Linked DNA regions of Mus musculus: regions 1, 2 and 4 are each linked to region 3. A link is a contact called in public Hi-C and HiChIP or PLAC-seq data. All regions are on one chromosome and are shown on one strand. Each heading gives the region's core, a stretch centred on a gene start, on an enhancer-like site or on the middle of the called end of the contact. The rest is flanking DNA. Distances are from core to core; before and after follow the strand shown.

The links. Hi-C and Micro-C count contacts between places; a contact is called where the count stands out from the background. HiChIP or PLAC-seq counts read pairs in DNA pulled down with a chosen protein or histone mark.
Region 1: a contact with region 3 is called in a FOXA1 HiChIP or PLAC-seq map of pancreatic cancer cells. The contact joins the enhancer-like site here to the promoter of Alcam in region 3. A contact is called at or near these places in 1 of 39 promoter capture datasets (pre-B cells), 3 of 484 Hi-C or Micro-C datasets (B cells, myocytes and pre-B cells) and 1 of 115 datasets of contacts at active chromatin or transcription factors (pancreatic cancer cells).
Region 2: a contact with region 3 is called in an H3K4me3 HiChIP or PLAC-seq map of bone marrow-derived macrophages, with 8 times the contacts expected there. The contact joins the enhancer-like site here to the promoter of Alcam in region 3. A contact is called at or near these places in 3 of 39 promoter capture datasets (liver and trophoblast stem cells), 7 of 484 Hi-C or Micro-C datasets (the HL-1 cell line, bone marrow-derived macrophages, peritoneal macrophages and 1 more) and 9 of 115 datasets of contacts at active chromatin or transcription factors (astrocytes, bone marrow-derived dendritic cells, bone marrow-derived macrophages and 5 more).
Region 4: a contact with region 3 is called in a Hi-C map of uterus, with 5 times the contacts expected there. The contact joins the enhancer-like site here to the promoter of Alcam in region 3. A contact is called at or near these places in 7 of 484 Hi-C or Micro-C datasets (adipose-derived mesenchymal stem cells, bone marrow-derived macrophages, embryonic stem cells and 2 more), 3 of 115 datasets of contacts at active chromatin or transcription factors (bone marrow-derived dendritic cells, bone marrow-derived macrophages and embryonic limb bud) and 1 of 9 other capture datasets (adipose tissue).

Annotation. Positions count from the first base shown.
Region 1 is chr16:52,060,037-52,062,736 of GRCm38.p6, reverse strand. The region is part of intron 3 of Cblb (Casitas B-lineage lymphoma b); the gene reads right to left. Among named protein-coding and RNA genes, the nearest start is that of Cblb, 30 kb to the right of the region's middle. Within about 2 kb of position 1,321, at least 228 of the 459 cell types and tissues checked have an H3K27ac peak or open chromatin away from gene starts, as enhancers often do. A contact at or near this core is called in B cells and pancreatic cancer cells, where this site is marked.
Region 2 is chr16:52,930,828-52,933,527 of GRCm38.p6, reverse strand. The region is part of intron 4 of 4930405D01Rik (a long non-coding RNA gene); the gene reads right to left. Among named protein-coding and RNA genes, the nearest start is that of Gm25723, 15 kb to the left of the region's middle. Within about 2 kb of position 1,412, at least 5 of the 459 cell types and tissues checked have an H3K27ac peak or open chromatin away from gene starts, as enhancers often do. A contact at or near this core is called in bone marrow-derived macrophages, where this site is marked.
Region 3 is chr16:52,451,798-52,454,497 of GRCm38.p6, reverse strand. It overlaps Alcam (activated leukocyte cell adhesion molecule), which reads left to right and starts at 1,417. Exons shown (of 16, transcript NM_009655.3): 1 at 1,417-2,105. The coding sequence starts at 2,033.
Region 4 is chr16:52,745,055-52,747,754 of GRCm38.p6, reverse strand. No RefSeq gene overlaps it. Among named protein-coding and RNA genes, the nearest start is that of 4930404A05Rik, 69 kb to the left of the region's middle. Within about 2 kb of position 1,329, at least 2 of the 459 cell types and tissues checked have an H3K27ac peak or open chromatin away from gene starts, as enhancers often do. A contact at or near this core is called in uterus, where this site is marked.

The DNA of each region.
Region 1 (2,700 bases), core at 72-2,571, 390 kb after region 3:
AGCCATCGAACACTCAGAACCCAACAAAACATGTTCTCACGTGACTCCAACTTAGGAGTGCTTCTCTACGTCCTTAAATGTCTCCTGTGGTACACTTCTCTACCTGAGTCCAATCCATGCCCCGACAGGAGTGTTAACATTAGATCCAAAGTATTTCCTCACAAGCAGTCTTTCCTGACCCCCAGCTGGGTTCCAAGATCTTATCTGTGAAACCTTCTGACTTGAACACCCCTCAACAAAGTAGGACATCAAAGGTGTAAGACGGAGTTCAACGTCTAAACTATCAGCTAGGATGCTCCCACAAACACAAAATAAAGCTTAAATCCTAGGCACTGACTATTCAGAAGAGGCCTCACAGTTAGCTGTCAGGACTGGAGCAGCGAGCGTGAACTGGATCCACACCACACTAAGGAATGACAAGAGAGGGGTGTGGTGAACACAGCTTAGCCTTTGGCAAATGGATAATACTCGGAGGCACACAGAGACTCAGGGCAAATGCTTGAAATCTTTACAATCCATGAGTTCCAGCTCAGGTAGAGAAGCCGCTGGGTGATCTATGAAAATGCCGTGCATCCCCACTTCTGCCCAAGCTCCAGTGACCCGCAGTGAATTGGGAACTTTCTAAAATAACCCCTCGTTAAAGGTCATGGCTTGAGAGGCGGGACAGCAAACACAGTCTCACCCCTCACCCCATGAACTCGCCATCGCTGAAATACTAGATAAAAATGCTAGGTATTCAGGCCTTCTGGCTATTTTAATCCCCCATAAGAGACAGGCTGCAGTAAACGCGTATGCACTTGCTGTTAGGATGAAGCCATACACACAGCAGAGGTGGCAGCCAGACACTTTACATGGCGGGCAGTCATCGGAGCCAGCAGACATCTGTACTGACTCAAATCCAATGAGAATCTTGGTGGCCTAAGATCAATAGCATTTGCCTTTGTGTTTCACCTCCAAAGCTCCTGCTACTTCCTAAGGTTGGTGGTCTTGGCTGGGAAAGATGACAGTTTGCCTAAAACTGGGGGAGCGTCAGTGTTCTAAGGAAATGGGAAGAATGTTAGGAGAGGCTACCTGGGACACTTTCTCTTGAAGAATGGCGTCCCTGTCAAGCCCAGGGTCCCTGCCTCTGTCAAGTACAACAACCGTTGATGTCCCCATACGAATTAATGTAGGAGAGTCATCTGGGTCTGAAAGTACCGCTTTCAAAATGAAATGTTGATTTGGGAGTGTTTCCAACCTTGTTGGAATACACAAGATCCCCAACTCTAGAAGAGCAACGGGAACTTGAAAAGGGCAGTTCAGGTAGGTTCTCAAACCAGTCTGGGGAAATACCACAAACACGTCACCGAGACAATAATGAAACAAGAGAGCCAGCCTCTGACCTCCAGGGTTACAAGATGAGAAAAACAGTTTGGCATTTATTTTAAGGGCAAGTTTCAAAACCCAACACTGGCCTGAGAAACAGGAACCAATGCTGAGGCTTTCTTTACATAGAGGGACAGCAGCCAAACATAATGGTAACTTTGAGATAACTGACATCCTACACTGCATAACTGACAAAAACACACCAAGCCACCCCCTCCCTGGCATTATGAGTCAAAACAAACTGCTGACAAACGCAGACAGCTATGTGAGGGGGTGCAACAATAACAGAGAACACACAGGCCTCTGTTTGTCTTTCAAGTGTTACAAGTCAGCTTGTGATGGGAGAACACAGCAGCTATTTCTTTAAAAGGCTGTTTACACATTGAAAACGTCTCAGATGTTCCTCAAAGCCACTTTGCTTATACAGAAGAAAAGGAGGGGGTAGGCATAGTTAGCAAGAATGCCAGAGCCAAGCCTCCAAGAATGCCTTTTAAAAGGAATAAAGGGGAAAGAGACACTAAGAAGGTACAAGAGAACTTTCCCGAACATCTAACGGAATTCTCACATCATATCCTACACATCAAGAAATTCTATCAACAGCAATGCAGGATAGTTTCCAGAACACGATGCCTGCTACTCTAAGGGGGATCTGGAGCAGGGAAGACCAACCATGTTCTGTCAAGGCGAACCACGAGTTATGATCAAGGACCTTTGTCAATAATGCAGACCAAACAAAACCACGTTATTCATGTCGAAAGCGCACATTTGGAGGATTCCCCAGTTGTTGTAAGCTGGTATATTTAGGGTCATGAGCGCAGCACAGAACAGAAACAAAAAGTCTTTAAGGAAATGTTAATATAAGAATTTAAAGGAAGTGAAAACAGCTCGCAGGGGTTCAGAGAGCCAGCCACTGAGTGGGAGAGCTGTGAATGCTCACTGCGCATGCGCACGGGGCATGCAGGAGCAGGCAGAGGCGCTGTGTGTAACCACCTCTAACTTTTCCACAAACGTTACTTCACTAAAGATAGACACACAGTTAAGACAGCGCCCTGAATTGTGACTACTCTGCAATAAACAGCAGTGATATTAATCTATTTACCCACGTGCCTTTCTTTTAAAATAACTGGCCCCGGAACTGGCCCCGGCTGCCAAATCTCAGGAAGGTGGCATTGTTTATCCACAAGTTCTAAATGACCGACTTTAGACTTTTTGCTAGTTTCCAATGTGAAATTTTACCTTTTACCTCTTTCCAAGCAATAGAAGCTCTTTATCTAGATTAAATCAAGATTTTCAAATAATAATATGGAAATTGGGAGAAATAGCAACTATTATATG
Region 2 (2,700 bases), core at 163-2,662, 480 kb before region 3:
CTTTCCATCACAAACTGTGGTTCTGAGGATTTTTCTCCCACAGACTAATCCACAGCCTCTAGTGACCGTCAGAGCTGCATTTATGTAAGTCAACAACATTCTGTCTGCAAAGCCTTCTACCTATACACATGGGCTTTGACTCCCAGGATTTACTCATTTTTCTAGAAGTAAGACTAGCATGTTCCTTGTAACTTTAGTCCTGTGATGCATGCACAATAGTCATTCATGTTTAATGTGTTACATTTCTTTATAGAAAAATTTGAACCTAAAAGTCTGGCATATTTTCTCTTCTCCTCTTCTACTTTATTAAATGGTAACCACGATGGTCTTTAAATAATAAAAAGAAAGTTACACTTTTGGATTGTCCTCCTTCTGCCATTGAAGATGGCCAGTATTTCTAAGAAACTAGAGAATGAACACATTCAGTAGACATTGGCCTCTTGGCAACTTGAAACATTCATACAATAGAGAAAGAAGGTTCTATATAATATAGATTATGATATTTATTGTCTCCTTTTCATTTCTTTCAGTAGTAGCATAAATAGTACCCTGCCTAATGTTTGCTTCATAATAAAATTATGTACCGCCGTTTTTCTTTATCCCCTTTCCTTGAATGACCAACTCTAAATAAAACAGGAAGCTTCTGTCATTCACTGCTATCTACATCATGAAATATTCCCTTAAGTATAATTGATAATTTGTAATAAATTTAATATTTTTCTACTTTGAAATTATAGTAATGAAATATTTAGAATTTTAAGGTTTGGTAATGCTGGCACAGGAAAGAGCCCAATCTTTGTAGTTTAGAAGAAACAGTCAAGGATCATCCTTGCAGAATTCTTTCTGAAGAGGATGAGAAAAATTATACTCTAGTTGTGAAATATTTCCAGAGACCAGATTTTCTTTGTTGCCAAATGTATGCAGAGATGATGGGTTCAAGGGTTACAAGCAAACAAAAAAGCAGGCAGAAGAGTTAAAGAAAAAGCATACTTGTGCAATGTTGCAAAACAGAGTTCCTTTCTAAGATTTGTGCTGCCATCCAGTTTACAATTTTAGCTCATCCAATTTATTGAAGATTTCTCACTTACTGGCTTACAACCAATAACTATTTTCTAAAAGCTTTATTGATCACTGCCTCCAAATACAATACCATGAATCATTCTCTCCGGTGGGTAGAAATTGTCTGAAGGAAAGTGTAACTCTGTTCAATAAATTTACATTTATTCCATATTGTCAGGAACAACCTGACTGTAAACCACCCTGCTCATTTCAAAATTCTCTGTTTCAAACTCAACGGAAGCTTTCCTCAACCAGATCATTCCAGTTTTTGAATCAGAGAAGGGAAGTGCTTAGTGTAGAATATTTCTCTCTTCCTCATTTTGTAGAAGTAGGTCAAGCTTCTTCAGGGCTGAAATGAGAAATGAAGCAAACAACTGTAAAAATGACTTCCTTGAGTAAGCTGCCAGCGTCTCTGCTGATCACTTTTGTGTTTCTGCACTGTATCATGTAGAATATCACTTGAATTCACATTTTTGAATCTCTGGTCCATTTCAGGATTTCACATAGAAAAATAATATATCTTTGTTTACTAGGAATCCAAATCCTCAATCTACCAAAACCTTTGAGATTCTTGAAGCCTGTGAAAGTAGCCTTTGCAATAGATTCCTGGTGTTAAATAAGCAACACCTTCATTCCTTACTCTTAGGTTCCTTTACTGTGTGAAAATCTTTCCTGATTTGGAAAATGCCAAGCTAGGTCCTTGCTGTGCTCCATAACATTTGATTGACTCAGATGATACCTTGCTTTAGGAGTGTGAATGGTGAGATCAATAAATAGCTGAACTCCTACAACATCCATTTTTGTGTGTTTAACTAACAGAGATGCAAATCAGGCCACAGGTCAGCAAGTGGGGATGTATGGAAAAGTTTTTCTACACTATCACTATGAAACATTAATTTCTTGGTTCTCTGTAGTAATGGTTTAGAGTTCATAGCATAGTAAAGGAAGTGAGAGCACTTTTCCCATCCCTGAAGGACAACAGGTCATAAGGAAGACCTTTGGAGTTCAGCTTATATCAGGAATAACAATAATTCAGGCAGAAAACAAAAAAATATATAGTGACCTTGCAATTTTAAAATAAGACTTTTCTGGTAGCTGTTTTTAAGAGACTATGATTCTTTGAAATTACAGCTCTTTTAAAAACAGATTCTTCTGAAATATGATTTTCTCAATAACTCATTATATCTTCAATTTGATCAACCCTTCTTCATAGTAAACTTTTATCTTTAGCTTGACAATGTCTAACATTTGAGATTCCATACTGGAGGAGTCTGGAAATACTGTTTATCAGTAAAGATACATTTTAAGAATTCTGTGAAATCTCAGAAGTCTTTTAGGAGCAATTATTCACTGGCAGAGGAGCATTCTGCAATCATCTTCTTCAGAGCATGGGATGCAAATCTAGACTCGAGTGGGTGAGAAATACTTAGTAATTTATGACCTGTGAAGAGGATAAACCATAGGCATTTGGTCCATCAGTGGTCTGCTGAAAAGCGGTGCCTAATGAAGCAGAGGAAGCTTGGAGCTTCACCTTCCCTTCTCAGTGGGTGACCTTGCAATGCAGTCTTTATGTCTATTTTATGTATATACCATCAAATAATGAAGACATGCATCACTATAGGAGAGAAGTGACAAGCAAAA
Region 3 (2,700 bases), core at 168-2,667:
TGAAGACAGAGTTTAATAATTTCAAGCACGAAAGGAAAGGGATTCAAAGATCCGTGTCTGTGTTTGTCTGTGCGCTTGCGCATTCGTGTGTGTGTGTGTGTGTGTGTGTGTGTGTGTGTGTCTGTACGAAGCTTCTGCCTGCACACTTAGACACCCCCCATATCCACTTGCAAGTAGCTGGTGGTTCCCAATCTTTTGAAGACAAAGTCCCGTGAGGCTAGTTAGCATTCCCTGCTGGAGACTGGCTTCACACAGGGGGTGACCCTGTGATGCACCAAAGACTATTTCATGCCCTTGCGAGGTGGTTCAGGGACCAGGATTTTATTATGCTGAGGGCATTAAGAGTTGTGATCCTGCAATCTTGAGTTAGAGCCACTTACGGTCCCAACAGCTCCACCCTGGTGTTTTAGAGGAAAATATTCCTTTATGCTTTCTGCATGAACTGAAAGCGACACGGCTTCCCGATGCTACGCCTAGGAGGTGGTTCAAGCTTTTGAAATTGCCTGAGAAGCCCCGTCCATCTGCTGGATGCCTGGCTTTCTGGAAAGGACCAGGAGGCGTAGGTTTTTAATCTGAGTAACTCTGGATTTTGTTTTGTAACTTCAAATCGTCACCTAATTAAAAGTAAACGTGACTTTTTTTTTCTTTAAAGAACGTTTTGAAAATCAGTGTGGCGACGTGTGTTATGGTCTAGAGTCCTAATTCTCACCGGGAAGGAGATGGGGGCGAAGGGGGAGCACAAAAATCTCTTCTGCTTTTCGGTACTGGATAGTTGATTAAATGATTTGCTTTGATAAAGTGTACGCCAGCCAGGACTAGGGGAACAGAAGAACGGCGAATTCGAGAAGGAGTAACCTTCTCTTCAAAGTGGGGGAAATTACTCTCAACCACCAGTAGCTGTTTCCGTGAGCCTCCGGGTGGAGAATCTCCATCTTTTCCACCTCCTCAGTCCTAGTCCAAGAGGACCCAAGGTGAGCTCTTCGCCCCAACAACTCTACAGAAGGTGAAGGCGGTACCCTCGTCGAGAAGAAAAATCCCTAAGGAGTGAGCCAGTGGACTGGGCTTCGGAGTGCAAGAAGACAGCTATGTGGCCAGGCTGGGAGGACAGCAAAAGATCTCAGATCCTATGTCTTTGGGGCGCTGAGAATCCCCTGGTAAGAGCCAGACACTGGCGAATCCAGCCCGTCACGCCCCCTACTCTCGATCCCGCTCTTCATTGGCCAGCGTGTCCTGTGGGAGGCGGAGTCGATGTCAGCCCCGCCCACCAGAGCGCGGGGGCTGGGGCATCAGGCTCTTCTCCCACCAGGGGCCGCCAGCTCTGCTCAGTCTCCGACTTGGTCCTGCAGCGCCTCTAGGCTGCGGATCGGCGCTCCAACCACCTGCTCCGCGCTGCCGCCGAGGAAGCTGGGCGGGAGAGAGGAGCGGGAGGAGCAGGAGGAGCGGGAGGAGCGGGAGGAGGAGACAGGCAGCTTACACACGCCTTCCCGTCCTCCACTCAGAGCAGCCGGAGCCCGCGGCCGCCGCCACTGCTCCAGCTGCCGCCGCTACAGCCTCTGCCTCGGCTGCCACCTGAGGAGACCCACCGTCGGGACCCCGCGGCGCTGCCCCGCCGACCCTTCTCTGCTCCCGGTGATCCGTGCACGGTGCAACTCTCATCACTCTTCTTATCCTCTCCTTTGCAAGAAGAGAAACTACTAGAAGACAGCATCCAAAAAGAAACCGCGTCTACCTTGACTGACTACTGAAGCGTCTCCTGGAATAAGAGGGTCGCCCGTCCTGGGAGTAGCTGCCAGAGACACTGAGGAAGGGTGTGGAGGGGGGGAGGGAGGAGTTGCGGGTTCCGCGTGGAGGAAAGTTGCGTGTGGCACAGACCCGACGGCGCAGCGCCACAGTCCCCGGGGGACCGTGTGTCTTGGAAAAAAGTCGCTGTCCCCCTAAGGCGAGACCCACAAGCGAGCGGGCCCCGTGGGCCCGGGGACGACGCCCCCTCCTGCGGCGTGGACTTTGTCGGTGGCCTTCTAGGAGGAGGAATATGGCATCTAAGGTGTCCCCTTCTTGCCGTCTGGTTTTCTGCCTCTTGATCTCCGCCGCGGTCCTCAGACCAGGTAAGCTTTTGGCCTCTGAACAGCCCCACTGTAGTGGTTGTTGCGGACCGGGGGCGGTTCCCCGGGAGGCCTGGGGCTGTGCGCTCTAGCGTGTGCTTAGCAAAGTATGGGAGCCATAAAGGCGCGCGGGGGACACAGATCTGTCCCTGGGAACAGTCACCTGTGTCACACGTTTTAGGCTTGACTGGTCTGCTCAGGTTTGGGCAGCGAGATTGAAAACTAAGCACATCTCCAGGAACTTTGGGTGAGGCTTAGCTTGAGGGTGCAGGACCCCCCCCCCCCCGGCAAGATCTGCTGAACTCTCTCCCCCGCACCGTCCCTCCAGTCTCTTGGTATCAAAGTACAATTCACTGCACTCAGAGCAGTTTCCTTTCGCTGGGCTTTGAGGTGAAATAACTGCTGGCACTTTGTCACGATAAATCCCCTAAGTAACTTCCTCTTGGTCATAATGTGAAGACCTGGGAGGAATGGCAGGGGATAAGGAGGGTTTTGACTATCTTTTTTTTTTTAATAATAATAATACTGAAATAGAAGCTGCATTGTCTAGTGGGTAGCTAGTGTAGGGTTGATGGCAGCCGAGTCACGCAGCGTGGAC
Region 4 (2,700 bases), core at 80-2,579, 290 kb before region 3:
AAGTATAGTTAGGCAACTGTTTTTTTAGAGACCACCTTCTTAGCCATGTAAAGGCTGTCCGGAATATGGAAAGTTTTAATCAGAGACTACTCAGGTGACAGTTTAATACTTCATTATAAGATGATGAAGGACTAACAAGTAGAAATAAAAGTGATAGCAGAACAGGACTGAATATTCAGGATGGAGGAGATAAAGGGTGGTGACCTGTCACTGACACTGCTCAGAGACAGACTTGGAGAATGGCTGCTAAGGCTTGTCAGGGTTGACTGAAATAAGGCACTTGGTAAAAGGATGCTTTGAAGCATGGGACTTGTAAGGTCAATGAGGCCACATGAAATGCAAGGAGAGGTAAATATAGACATATAAGAGAGAATTCCCGTTAGTGTTATGAGGTTCTAGCTAATGGCTCACATCTTCTGGCTACCATGCTCAATGAGAAGTTTGCAACGTATAGCTGCATATGGGCAAGAACCCGATCTCTGAATCTATGTACCAGAAATGCTGTCCTGACTCTGCAACGTTTGGGCTGAATAAGAGCCTGCATGCGTGTCTCAGCCATTTGTTCTATTATGCAGGGATAGCAAAGAGAATTAGCAGAGCACGAAGATCAATGTCTGACACACATGGAGGATGATGTTTTTTACATAAGAAGAAGGAGACCTGAAAAGAAGTCTCCTCCTTTTGTTGTCTCAATGTGGGATTATGAGATTATAAGAGCTGGTATAGAGACATAGATCAAGATCAGTTGATCCTGATCTCTACGGGTTGGCGGGAGGGTTTTTGTTTATGGATTCACTTGATTATTAGTTTTAATGTTTTTTCATAAAGGCTGACTAAGCACTCAAATTAGTTGCTTATAAGGAAATAAGATGTAATACTCTAAAAAGCAGTGCCACTTGGAGGGGATATAAATGTTAAAGGTGTTCTGACACTGAAGTTTAGAGTCACTGAAGTTTAGAAGTCATCATGCCTTCTTCCCGTCTTGTTAAAGTTCACTGAGTCTACAGAATATGACTATTATTGAAGGCTCTCAAATCAGAACAAAGAGATGCCTTTTCAGATTATAAACTTGGACTAATTTAACACTGGAACATAATAGAAAAACAACTTCCACTGCCAGTCTGATGGGAAGTGTCGAGCGTTAGCAGAAAAAGCCTGTCACAGAGAGCACTGCATTGTGTCCCTCTAAAGAACACCTCACAAGTCTGTGTTTCTGTCATCATGCCTTCTTCCTATCTTGTTAAAGTTCACTGAGCCTACAGAATCCTTGCAGAACCAGCCCCAGCCTTTCTTGTCACCTCATTAATTGTAAAGTTCTGCTTCTTACCAAGCAGCCTGTGGTTTGGCGTCTCATGTTTCCGCATCCCTATCTCACTCAGAGTTAAACACTTGGCATGCCTGAAGGGATCCCTGGAATTTCAAAGACACTGAAAATTGTTTTCTTAAAAATAACTTCATCATACAGCCTGAGATCGTAAGATGACTAAATCTATGGCATTATTACAAAACAAGGTCTGAGTTTATCTGCACTTGGGTGTGCACAAAAACAATAATGTTAATTCACTCTATTGGTGTTCCTTTGGCATTCCTATTCCCTTCTGGGCCCCACAATCCTTCCTCCTGTTCTTCCCCAAGCTCCATCTACTGTTTGGTTGTGGGTGTCTGTATCTTTCTGAATCAGCTACTGGATGGAGCCTCTCAGAGGACAAGATGCTCCTGTCTGCAAGCATAACAGATACCGGGGTCCTTGGAGCTCTCAGAGTCTGAACCGCCAACCAAAGAACACACATGGGATGGGGCTCGGCCTCCCTGTACAGATGTAGCAGATGTGCAGCTTAGTCTTCATGTGGGTTCCAAACAACTTGAGCAGGGGCTGTCCAAAAGCTTCTGCTTGTAGGTGAGATATGTTCTTTCTAACTGGGCTGCCTTGTCTGACCTCAGCGGGAGATGAAACACAGAGACTTGAAGTGCCAGGATAGGGGAGGATAAACAGGTGGGACCTCAGCAGCTCAGAGGAGAAGGAGAGGGGGCTCTGGGGAAGGAATGTGGAAAGGAGGGGATCAGTGATTGGGATGTAAAGTGAATATGTAAAACAATAAAATTACATTAAAAAAACAATAATGTAACTGATTAAAATTTCACACCAACTCACAACCAAGGTATTATATTAATTCATTCAAAAGTGTAGCGTATTATATTGGTACTGATAGAATTACAAGGTCAGAAGCAAGCATTCTTGTATGTTCAGTGATAGCCCATTTTATATAAAATTTAATTGTCTTAAATAAGTTCCTATTTTATATAAGAATACACAAATGCATTGTCTAATTTGCACTGTGATATAAAATGATACATTAAAAGTGTCATATTGAAAACTACCTTATTTAAAAGATTCTGAGGGTGTTATCATAATGTGCCTACACAAAGAAACCCGGTATTACAGAATAGCTGTATGAACAGAAACTCTCCTCAGCAATAAATTTGAAATAAGATTAATGTTACTTTTATTAAGGAATAAATTTGTTTCCATTATAAAATTTTAGCAGGTTTTTGGAGAACGATTTTCTTGGCCCGGGTCTCTTACAAAGCTATCCAAAGGATCATGAAATCATGCCATCGTTTCATAAATTTCTCGGTAGCAAGCAGAAGCATTCAAAATCATTCCATTTGTTCAGACCGTGAGGACTCTAAAGGGACTGA